Linked DNA regions of Thunnus thynnus: region 2 is linked to region 1. A link is a contact called in public Hi-C data. All regions are on one chromosome and are shown on one strand. The core of a region is the stretch at or near the end of the contact, and the rest is flanking DNA. Distances in the headings are between cores, read along the strand shown.

Evidence for each region. A called contact is a pair of places that touch in the nucleus more often than the background predicts.
Region 2: a Hi-C map of muscle shows a contact between it and region 1, with 5 times the contacts expected there. The contact joins the promoter of LOC137172410 here to the promoter of thrab in region 1. A contact is called at or near these places in 2 of 3 Hi-C or Micro-C datasets (heart and muscle).

The regions. Positions count from the first base shown.
Region 1 is chr20:6,227,349-6,233,487 of fThuThy2.1, forward strand. thrab (thyroid hormone receptor alpha b) reads left to right here and starts at 3,229. Exons shown (of 12, transcript XM_067576047.1): 1 at 3,229-3,964.
Region 2 is chr20:6,403,913-6,410,051 of fThuThy2.1, forward strand. It overlaps LOC137172410 (ATP-dependent RNA helicase DHX8), which reads left to right and starts at 2,857. Exons shown (of 23, transcript XM_067576823.1): 1 at 2,857-3,033; 2 at 3,321-3,406; 3 at 3,519-3,591; 4 at 4,032-4,123; 5 at 4,814-4,920; 6 at 5,128-5,544; 7 at 5,704-5,848. The coding sequence starts at 2,925.

The DNA.
Region 1 (6,139 bases), core at 1,979-4,478:
TGGACACCGGAGGCCGAGGTTTGCAGCTTCAGTGCTGGCTTGGTTTTTTCATATGTAACCATGAAAATTTTCTCGTCTACAGATGTAAAAATTGCCCATTCTTAAAGGAAAGATTTGGATTTTTAACCCACTAGCGGCATGACTCGATGGGTTTGTCCACCACTTTAGTCCAGACTAAAATATCTTTACTACTATTGGCTGTATTGCCATGAAATTTGTTACAAACATTGACGTTCTCCAAAGGATGAGGTGTAATAACTTTTGTGATCCCCTAACTTTTCATCTGGTTCCATCATCAGGTCAAATGTCTTTGGTTTTACAACCAAATACCTGCAAAACTAATGACACTCCCATTCCCATCAGCCTCAGATGTACTTTGCTTCGTGCCAATTGGCAAATGTTAGTCTGGTAACACCTTAAACAAAGCTGGTAACCATGATAAATATTGTGCCTGTTAACATAGTTATTGTGAGCATGTTAGCATGCTAATGTTAGCATTTTTTTCCCCCGTTGGATCGCTGGTTTAATTCAGACTGACACTAACAGTTAGATATAGGAGACTAGGACTATTTATTGGATTACTTTTGAATAGTATAATACTATTTGGTCCTGTAAGTGTTGTTTTAAAAGTATTGTAAAAAAAAATCATTTAAATATTGTATTAATATAGACTTAAAACAATCTGAACCATATCTGTAAACATACTCTAATCATAAACAGTTTAGTTACCTAAATTTAACTTTGCATACACAGATATTGTAGAGTGAGAAGCAGAATCGTTTTAGTATCATTGTACCATCAGCTGCTGATTCACACCTGATTGCCTCCCACCTGTCCCGAATCTGACCGGAAATACCTTCTCTAAGATATTTAACATATTCTTCCAACCTGTAAACCTGTGGGAAATCTGGTAATTGGTATCCTTCAGAGACGGACAGAAACGGATGACATTTGCATTCCAAACAACCTGTAAATCAAGTATGCATGCATTGAAGGCTCCAACAGGGGACGGAAACCAACACAACTGAATGCAGAGTTAACTCATTAGCAGGTGATGGTTCTCAATAATGTCATCTCCTATGATTAGGCCCATTATTTGGTTTATTTGCTTTTTTTTTATACAAAATAAATCCTTCCTGGAAATTGAAGTGGAAATGAAACAGGACCACAAACGACACGAGCATGTAATCAAATATTAACTCATACACCCACATACTGAAATATCTTAGCCTAGAACACACATGTAGACACACACACACACACACACACACACACACACACACACACACACACACATGCACACACACATCGATAATGGTTTCAGAGAAAAAAGCAGGAATCTTTTCTGCGGGTGCTGCAGTGGCATTTGCACTTAAAATAAACCTTTATTCTCTACCACAAGCGCTTCCACTTCTGCAATTGAAGACCATCAAATGTAAATGTGCACATGTTGGGAATTGAATACTAAGAAAATGCGTCACTCTCATAGCTGGCCTTGTCCTGCATTGATTAGTCAGACAGGAATATCGGTCTGTATGACATGCATTCAGAACACTCACTCAGCACAAAAATTTCTCCCAGCTTGTTAAAAGACTGAGAAAAGGAAGGAGAAATCTTTTGAATCACAGCTGAAGTCTGTGCAGCACAAATACCCACCAGCCTGCACGGCGAGCAGTGTCAGTTGGACTTGTGATGGTATGAATTTTAAATTTTTTTTTTTTATCCACAAGCTTAATATTGAATACTGATATGATGACGAGAAAAAGCATTACCCACTTGAATCTTATCTGTCCGTGCACCCGTCCATAGGTTTTTTGGTAGCCGTGGTGTAAGCGGGATAATGCACAGCAAGCCAGGGATTACTGCAAAATAAAAGCCCATTTAGAGTGATAAGCGTGTCCTGATCCACGCTGTTTGTGTTTATGATGTGATGATCAACATGTTGCAAAGTATCGCTTATGAATTGCACTCAACATCAATATCAATGTAAGTGAAAGTTACAGATTCAGTTCTATTATGTATAAGAAAAAAAAAAATAGAGTGAAATATTTCTTTGAACTAATAGCTAAGTCAAAGGTCATACCGCTCACAGAATGCTGTTCCCAGTTTGTGCTTTTAATTGTGGTGACATTTTCAAAGCTGCTGCAGGTCGACCTTCATGAAATTAACTGGCGACTATTTTTGTAATTGTTAAATCATTTAAGGCATGTATCAGACAAGAATGTCAAATAGTCTCTGGTTCCAGCTTCTAAAATGTGATAATTTGCTGCTTTTCTCTCTTGTACATTGAATAGTTTGGAGGGTTTTTAGGTGCTGGTTAGACAGTGATGTACTTTGTGAGCTCTGGGGATTTTTTATTGGTGTTTTTCACTATTTACCAACATAGAGACTAAACAATTGATTGATTAATGAAAAAAAAAATCAGACAGTAGTTGCAGCCCTACTTCAAATTACTTGATTTGTCCAATATATATATATATACAAATAGTCAATTTACAATTATATAGAACAGAGAAAAACAGAAAGTTGTCATATTTCATTAGCCGGAACAAAGTACTTAGTTGATTTATCTATTATCTTTTTTTATTATTATTTTTTATCGAGCACAAGTAGAATGTACAGAACAAGATTGGGAATAGCTATACAGAATGAAAGATGGAAGATTAATGTATTATCATAACAGGCTAAATGTTAATTTTACCTCTTTTTTAAAATATTTTTTTATTTCGAACATGTAAAAATTAAAGAAACAGATCCAGAATAACAATAAAATGAAATAAACAAGACATAGACAACAAACTCGATAAACAAATTCTCATAAAAACACAAATTAATTACTTTATTTATTACTTTATTATTATTAATAATGTGTGAAAAGGAGAGGGAAGAAGTATACACTTATTTATTTCTACCTCTCTCTCAACTACTCATCCATAAACTCATGTATACAATTTATAAACAAATATCCAAATACTATGTATAACCCCAATACAATTTAACTCAACTCTCTATTCAATAATCGTTTAATTGGCAAATTATTTCAGCACTAATCACAGTTTTATTATCATTAAAAGAAAGACTTGACAACACTGAATCCAATCATGAGAGATCTAATGATCGATTATCGGTTCTATTAACAATTAGTTATTTTCCTGTTTCTCTTGTACACTATTGATGACGTGTTATTACAGTATTTAACACCACAGTCGCGTCCCATCATCACCAAATCTGTCATTCCTTATCTAGGCTTCCTAACATCAAGGTGGACTAATCTGTCCTTCCCAAAGGCAGCATGAGGAGGATGAAGAAGAAGAAGAGGAGGAGGAGTAGGAGGATGAGGAGGAGAAGGAGGAGGAGGAGGAGGGAGTAGGCTTCAAGCGCAGTGATGAAGTAGATAAATAAGGAAAGCAGAGGATGTTCCGCATTTCACATCTCAACCGTCCCGACATGTGTTTGTGTGTGTACAGTTTGTGCTTTACAGTGGTGGTCCTGTAGAGAGCGGTAGATAGTTTTAATAAGTGGTCACACAGCAGCACTGCCCTTACTGTACTGTACATAAGCAGAGGGAGGAGCGACCGTGTAGTATTTCTTTTTGGTTCTTTCCCCCTCTGTCTTTGCAGCCCATCCAAACGCTATTGGAAAGCAGCAAGAGAGGAAAAAAAGGGGGGAAACAACAAACTACTCATTTTCACGCAATAGCTTTTGCAGGAAGAAGGAGGGAGATAATTTTTGACGGTACGAGGCGCAGCACCTTTTTGGCGGAGGGACCGGGCTCGGAGAGAGAGAGAGAGAGAGAAGAGAGAAGAGAAGAGAGAGAGAGGGGGGGACGTGTAGCCATCCAGCGCCGCCGCTACACTTGTGCAGAAACCGGAGGAGCCCCGCTGACCTTCTCCCGCTTCATTTCCGCCTAATGCCCGCATATCCAAGCCGTACTGGTGTCCTGACCGCGTGGGGGTAACCGACGGTAAGTGTCGTTATCGGGCTTCAACCCGGCCCGTCCACAGCGTGGTGTGCATGCAGTTGTTTGGCCGGGGCTAGCCGGAGTAGTGGCCTGGGGGAGGTGGTTTGACAGATCAGATCAGCAGCCAAGGTACACACGGTGTTACAGTACAGCACGGGAGGCAGGATCTAATCTTCTTGGTCTGCAGCCATTCCGCCACAATGTTGTTGACGTATCACTCTGGTTTGCGGTTGTTGTCAATAATAACGCTAACACTGCCGGATATAACTGCACGGCGGTAACGGTCCTGTTTTTGGTGTGTATATAAATGTATATAATTATATAATGCATATATATATACGTATGTGTGTGCAGCACTTTGGGGCCTGAACTTGGATTTATGTCTGCTGCACTCTGGCGCGCGCCTTAGTCCAATCGCGCATGCACACGTGCACAGATAGAGTGCAGATAGACTGATCGATAAAGATCACCAGCTATAATACACCCATGATACTCCTATAGGGAGCTTTTAGTGTGTGTTGGTACTCACTATCGATTCAGTTAGCTGACCCTAATTCGGTTCCCCCTCCTCTTTACCTCCTAGAAATGTTGTAGAAGTGACTTTTGAAATGTTTACCGTCACTTTATTCAATAATATAGGTATTATTCTAGTGTTTATAACCAAACTATACATCTAGATGAAGTATTATAACTAAGGTGAAGCTGTAATGAAAGGGAAACTCACCTAAAGACAGCTTGCATATGCTCGCTTTTTAGGAATACATCCTTTTTTTTGCTCATAACACATAATTCATGTATCTCTTGAAATATAGTGTACAATAGACTCTGTGACGCTCAACGCAACACAATAGGGTGTACTTTGTGGGTAAGGCTCAAAAGACAACATTGCCCAGGGAGCTGCCTTGACATGAACGCACTGACTATAAAGGAACTGAGATGCTAATTGTTGCCAAGAAACACTTGAAAAAACACAGCCTCTGACTGACGGCTGACACTGTGAAAATCCCCAAGTGAAAATAATCTCATTGCACGACTGAGCACAACCAGATCATGGATATAATGGTGACATTCTGCGTAGTGTATCTGCAGCTGTTTGTGTGTTTGGAAGCCTTCATCGCCGCATTAGGGCGCTGTAATAATTAAATCACTCAATGTAACCGCTCTGTTCAGAGCCCTCTCAGGCTCCTGATGCTCGCTCGCATTGGTTTTCACAGTAGCATCTTGCACCATCGCTGATAAGGAGTGACAGTGTAAAAGCAGTATGTCAAAGCTGGCCGTAGAAGTCTGCTTCACAGCTGGATGTATGGATTTCCCATCAATATGCTAACAGCAGAAGCTTTCAATAATTTAGACTTTTAGATGTCTTGGGAAACTTTTTAGCTTTAGCAAAGTTTACAGCCCTGTTTCACTGTATATACAGTAAAAAAACAGCCTATTTACCATCTTATAGATATTAAACTAGAAACTTAACAGATGAAGTTAAGCCTGTTTACACCTCCAAAAGCACTCAAATGAAAAAAAGGCGCCCGGAAGTTTGCACACACCATTAATAATTAGTAATGTTTAAACTGTAGCAGGGATTTTATACAAAAAGTGTGCTACCGGGTGAAACAAAGCTAATGTAAGTCACATCAGCTGGTACTGTAATGCCCCCAGATGCCCACATGTTCATTAATCATTAGCCATGGGTTTAAATCGCAGTGTTCTCTCCCTGGGTTGATTATTAGCTCTGGACAAATCCACCGTTCAAGTATAAACATTTCCTCTAAGGATACGGTTTGAAACGGATCGAGTGTCGGCTGTGAAGAGGGTTAAAAAACCTGCGTAATCAAAGATGTTATGATGTGTTTTCTGTCAGTAGCAAATAGACAAATTCATCCCAAATTATAGGTGATATTTTTTTCACCCCCCCCCCCCCCTCCCCGGTTTTCCCTTTTATTGTAAATAGTTTTCCATGTGTAGTAGGAAGGCGGATAGGAAATGCTGGATTTGCTCCTGACTGAGTGATGTAACAGGATTATACATGAGAGAACACAGAGAAGGTGGTTGGGTGTAGCCCCATGTGACCCGGTCTACATTTTCTCTTCTCTTCTCTTCTCTTCTCTTCTCTTCTCTTCTCTTCTCTTCTCTTCTCTTCTCTCTCTTTTCTCTCCTCTCTTTTCTCTTCTCCTCCTCTGT
Region 2 (6,139 bases), core at 1,607-4,106, 180 kb after region 1:
TGGTTAAGGCATTATTCTGTGCTTCAGATATGCTGTCGCTCGTCCATTTCTGCAATAATAGTTAAGTAGGACATTCGAGGTCTTGATTTATTAATTTGGTTTAATGTGTTTTTAGTGGGCACAAATACAAGGTGTAAAAAATAGCCAAGCATACATTTTTATTGAATGACTCTAGACAGGGCACCGCAAATGGGTGTATGACACACTACAGTGAGCATACAAGAATGTGTTAATTATAGGAAAACAGTTCAGTGAGGACTGCTATCACTTCTTTTCAAAGCCCAAAGGTGACAGGTATGATACAATCTTGATTTACTGGGCTACGCTCCTCCTTCAGTAAAACACATCCAATTCCAATGAGTCAAAAACCTGTGAACCATAAATCATGACTGCATGTAGTAACACTTTGTGTACTGCCTGAGATAAAATCAAAAGATAAAGTTGTAGTAGAAACCTGAGCTAGGTGTGGCACAGTAGGAGCCAGAATTCATATGTCTTGTGTTATTTTTATCAAGTAAGTCTTTTTTGCTCACCACTTTGTTTCTCATGACTCCTACAGACAACACTATATGGCCAAAAGTATGTGGGCAATTGAATATTGCACCCATATGTGATTGTTGAACATTGTTGAACACTCTGAAACCATGGTCCCTACAGACTATTATAGGAAGACAGATTTTGGTGCCTGGTTGCAGATATTTCCTCCCTCAAGAGCATTACTGAGGTTGGGAAAAATTGGGGTACAGCTTCCCTCAGAAGGTGTTGGATAGTGTAAAAGTTCAGGCTCTGTGCAGACCAGCCAAGTACTTCCACACCAAATTGATGGGAACCAAAATCCAAAGTCCTCATTCTGTGCAAAAATGTATTTAAAAGTAAATCTGAAGCAAATATGAAACTTTCATTTGTCCAAATTAGTCAAATTGAGTAGATATCTTTCAACGTTACAGTCTTTTTAGTGCCAAAGTCCCTCTGTTACTATACTTCCACCGCAGCTTAATAGGGAAACACTGTCCAAGGAAACATAAATAGTGAATTTGATGCTAAAAAGACTGTAAATGTGTCAGATATCCACTTGATATGACTAACTCAAACTGCTAAAAACTCATATAAGCTTCACATCAACTTTTAAATGACTGTGTGGCCACACTGTGGATTTTGGCCTCCATCACTTACATTGAAAGCACATTTGAAGGAGATCTTTTAACAGCCAGTATGAACAGGAGGAATGATTACAGCGAGGAAAACCTCTCTCACTGTTCATACGGACACCTGACTGTTGTTTTAAGGCAGACTTGAAAAACTGTGAACCTATCCTTTAAGATCTTCCTTCATTTGGACAAGCCCAAGTGCAATTGTCCACATATCTTTGATCATACAGTGAAAATCACAGGAGTCACATCTACACAAAATGGAATGAGCAACATGCTTTTTGTACATCTAAAATATCTGAAACCCATCAGAGTTACTGAAACTAATTCTTTCAGCAAGGCTAGCATAGATATAATGCAGCTTTTGCTCTGCATCCCAATGGCCATGGCTATATCTGCAGGCCTACAGAACAGAAAACAGAAACCATTAAGTGAGTTAAGTTACTGTATTTGGACACAACAGAGCCAGGTGTAAGATGCCGAAAACCTCTTTTGCCTTTCACCTTTTTCAGAAGAATCACAATCAGAATCATCTTTACTGGCCAAGTATGTTGATGCATACAAGGAATTTGACTCCGCTTTAGTGGCTCTCAGTGTACTTACACAAAATAACAAGAGAAGAATCTTCACAAATATTCACAAGAAATGACTAAATAAAGGTGGAACTGTTTCTGTGAACTGTAAACAGGATACAAATAGTGCAAAGAAGTGAAGTGAGTGCAATGAGTGCTGAGATAAATATCAAATGGCAAAAAAAGACATGTTACTTTATGTATATATATAGTAGGTGATTATGTACAGTATATACAGCCTTTTCAAATATACAGTAATGAATGATATTATGTATGTACTGATATAAATATACAATGGTGAAATGAAACATTTACACAATGCATAGCCTACACAATGCAAAGAAAGGACAAAGAGCCTAATAAGGATAAAATACATAGGATATCTTTATTTCACTTTGTGTTAAACCTCAGAGACTTGATAAGTCACTTGTATTACATACAGATTCTTACCAGTCTTCTGCCAAAACTCAATATGACAAATTCATATCTCACAGGAAACACTCCACATGTAGATGCATCCATGGTGGAGATGTTTGGGATGAAATTTGTGTCATAATAATTGACCAAGATCTCCCAAGCATCAAACAAAAATGAAAAAAATATGAAAATTAATAAAAGTAAATCGAAAGCAAAAAATTACCTCAAAAGCAAAATTTACAATTGAAATTTTGCAGTCACTTTTGTGGTCTAATTTTTCAGTTTCAGTTTTGAGACATGGGGCATGTGGGTGGATGTTACAGGGCTGCGTCCAGGTTCATGGTAAGTCATACTACTTGTTGCACTTCCAGACCACTGAAAATGAAAAATTCTGAACTGAAAGTGAAGAGTTCAACAGCAAAACTGAAAAATTAAGCAGCAAGAAATGGTGACAAATGAGAAATCTTGATCAGTGAAAGAAAAATGGCGAATATTGTAGGCTAATCAATGTTTCACTCGTATAGTTTTATAAGAAGTTTTACATCAGAGCACTTTTTTGCTTTCAGTTTATTTTTCACTTTCAATATTTAATTTTTTTGGTTTGATTGATGATGTAGATTTTGTTCAATTATTGTGACACACATTTAATCCCATACAGTTGTAGCGCCATCTCGCGGCGACACTGAAAACAGCAACGTGTTTCCGGAGTAGGCGGAAACGGAAGTTGTTCGTATCCAATATGTCTGCTGGCGTTTGTGTTGTCTGAACAAAACACTACTCGTGAAGAATGGCAGACGGTGGTGTCGACGAGCTATCGCAACTTGAGTATTTGTCTTTGGTGTCCAAGGTCTGCACGGAGCTTGACAACCATCTGGGAATAAGTGACAAGGATCTAGGTGTGTATTTTGTTACTAAGAACAGCCTCCGTAACCGAAAACTGTGAGCTAACTAGCTAATGCTAACTTAGCTGTTGTCGGCTAAAAGCAACTGTTGACGCTAAACGCTGTTAACAGTGTGATATTCTGATAAAGTAGGTCGTCGTCCAACAAATCGAGTAGTTTTAATATTGTTTCCAGCCAAAGTGTAAATAAACCAGACTTGTGGGCTTGTAGTAACATGACTGCAGTTGTTGCCTCGTTTCTTTTCGATCAACGTGTGACTCCTCTGTTTCTTTGCTTTACAGCTGAATTTGTCATCAGCCTTGCTGAAAAACAACCGACCTTTGATGGATTCAAAGCTCTTTTGCTCCAAAATGGAGCCGAATTCACAGTAAGTTCAACGCTTAAAGCCGCATTATTAATCATAAAGTGGTTAAAGCTAAAAGTTAGCTTTTTTTTCTTCTTTGCAACTAAACAAATCCGTCTTGTTTTGTTTATTGTAGGATTCTCTCATCGGCAATTTGCTCAGGCTCATTCAGACTATGCGACCCCCATCCAAGGCGTCTACAAGTAAAGGTAAGTTAATGTTCATCTGTCTGAGAATTAACTGGGCACTTTAATTACAGCTATACTGAAATGCCAGCTACTAAAGCAACGGTTTAGTCTACATACTGTGTTTGCTGCCAGAGAAAAGTTCACCAAATGCTCAGTATATAACTCAGTTCCTCTGTTAATTGTTTATGTATTTAATGTTTATATTATAATGATATAAACTGGGTGAGGGCATTGCTTAGGTCCAACTCTTAACCAAAGTTAAAAGCAGCTTTAACACTAAGTGACAGTTTCTTTAAAATACTGTGTAATATTTACTTGTATATTGTCTGTGTTTGTACCATTTAATTATTACATATCTGTCCTTTCTTTACATAATACTTTAGGCTTTGTTTCCTCACTGTTTCTCCCTTGAGAATAATCTGAGTCTCAACTCTCTAAAATGTCCTTTTTTTTCACAACAGCATCTGAAGCTTTGGTCAAGCCGAAGACAGAAAAAGACAGATTGAAGGAGTTGTTTCCTGCACTGTGTAGACCAAATGATCCTGCACCAAAGGTATGAGACTCTGTGTTTTGGCTTTCACACGTTAATCGTAGGTATCTCGTCCTCCTGTAGTGCCAACAGGCTTATCTTGTTCACACCTAAAGAGAGACATCATGTTTCATTTGCAGCATACTTGTGATCCACAACACCCACATTTAGGATGTTGTCACTTTGCACATTGCAACTCTGCACCTCCCACACAATACAATTTTTCTTACGGGAGAAGTTTAGAAGTTGGATTCTACTTCATTACCAAACTGTCAGATACATTATTACAAGGAGGGAACTGCATGCAAAGGGAATGAGAGGAGTTAATGTTAACAATTGATACTAACCCACTGATCATGTATGATAGTGTGCACTAGGTACACGCCTTAGTTCACTGCTATTGTTATTCTTGTCTATGCTTTGCTCTCACTTCCTTAATTCTATAAAAACCTGAAAATGACAATGCTAGACAGATGAAGATTATTTTATATTCAAGGCAGAGAAATTGTGGGTATGAGTCATATACAACATAACTTTTCAAACATAATGTAGCACAAAGAAATTAGTCTGTGGTTATAAACCTCAGTCAGTCTGTAAGTCAACTTAGAAGAATCTGCCTCTGTGAAGCTCTAAAAATATTAGTAAGGAAGAAGATGTAATCCAGCGATAGTTGAATAGTACCATGTTACGAATGTTTTCGTTTGCCTTCCTCAGAAACTACTAGACGAAGATGACGTGAAAGTAGCAGCTGATGCCATGAAAGAGCTGGAGATGTTTATGCCCAGTGTCAGTGGGACGGACTCGAAAAGCAGCAAGAGCAGGTAAAGCAACTGAGGAGATTTATTTTTATTTTCCTCCCTGAAAAAGAATCTTTGTTAGATAAATGTTATACAGAAATATAACAACCAGCAATTACACACGTCCACTGTTTGTCCTGTTGTGAAGTTTATTGTGTGAATTTAATTATATTTTAATTCTGTGGTTCTGTGATGTTTAAACTTCATGCACCTGTTCTACTCATCTTCCAGGTCAGAAAAGAGCAGACGTCACAGCAGAAGTCGCAGCAGAAGCAGAGAAAGAGACCGACACAGAGACCGTGACCGAGACAGAGACAGAGATCGGGACAGAGACCGAGATAGGGACAGGAAGAGGCGGCATCGTTCTCGATCTCGCTCCAGGTCCAGGTCTCGCTCCAGAGACCGTGAACGGCACAGAGACAGAGATAGAGATAGAGACAGAGACCGCGGCAAGAGAAGGGACAGATCTTCCCGCTGGACTGACCGCTCACCGAGCCCCAGAAAAGACCAAGACAGAGACTCTGACCGGTGGAAGGACAAACATGTGGACCGCCCTCCACCAGAGGAGCCGTCTGTCGGCGACATCTACAACGGCAAAGTTACCAGCATCATGCAGTTTGGATGCTTCGTTCAACTGGAGGGACTGAGGTCAGTATAAAGTTGAAGCTTAGCCCACTGGTTACTGATGAAAAGCTTTTTTGTCCCAATCAGAAACATAAATTCTGTAAGTTGCATGTAACTGTTCAGGTCTGCATTCCTGTGATGTTATCTGCCAGTAAACTCAACTGTGTTGTTCTCTATTTGTAGGAAACGATGGGAGGGTTTGGTTCATATTTCAGAGCTGCGTAGAGAGGGCCGCGTAGCCAATGTGGCTGATGTTGTCAGCAAGGGCCAAAGAGTCAAAGTCAAGGTGCTATCATTCACTGGCTCGAAGACCAGTCTCAGTATGAAGGTAAGAAAACCTAAAACTAAGAAAAACTAACTAAACAAAGTGTGAAGTCTGAATTCGAATATCAGCTAAATGTATCTGTGTTCTCTACATAAATTTGGGGGAAATATTCCAGTTTTCTTTGTGTGGAAAATGTAGATCTCGATAGCAATGTTGGTGCTTTAATTAGTTAATTAAAGGAAAATACACAAAGAAAGTGTGTACATTTCAATTTAATCTGAAATTATCTCAATACCTGAGCAGGTGATGTTTCGAGCCAGTACATTATCAACTAATCCAGCAATTAAAACCGTC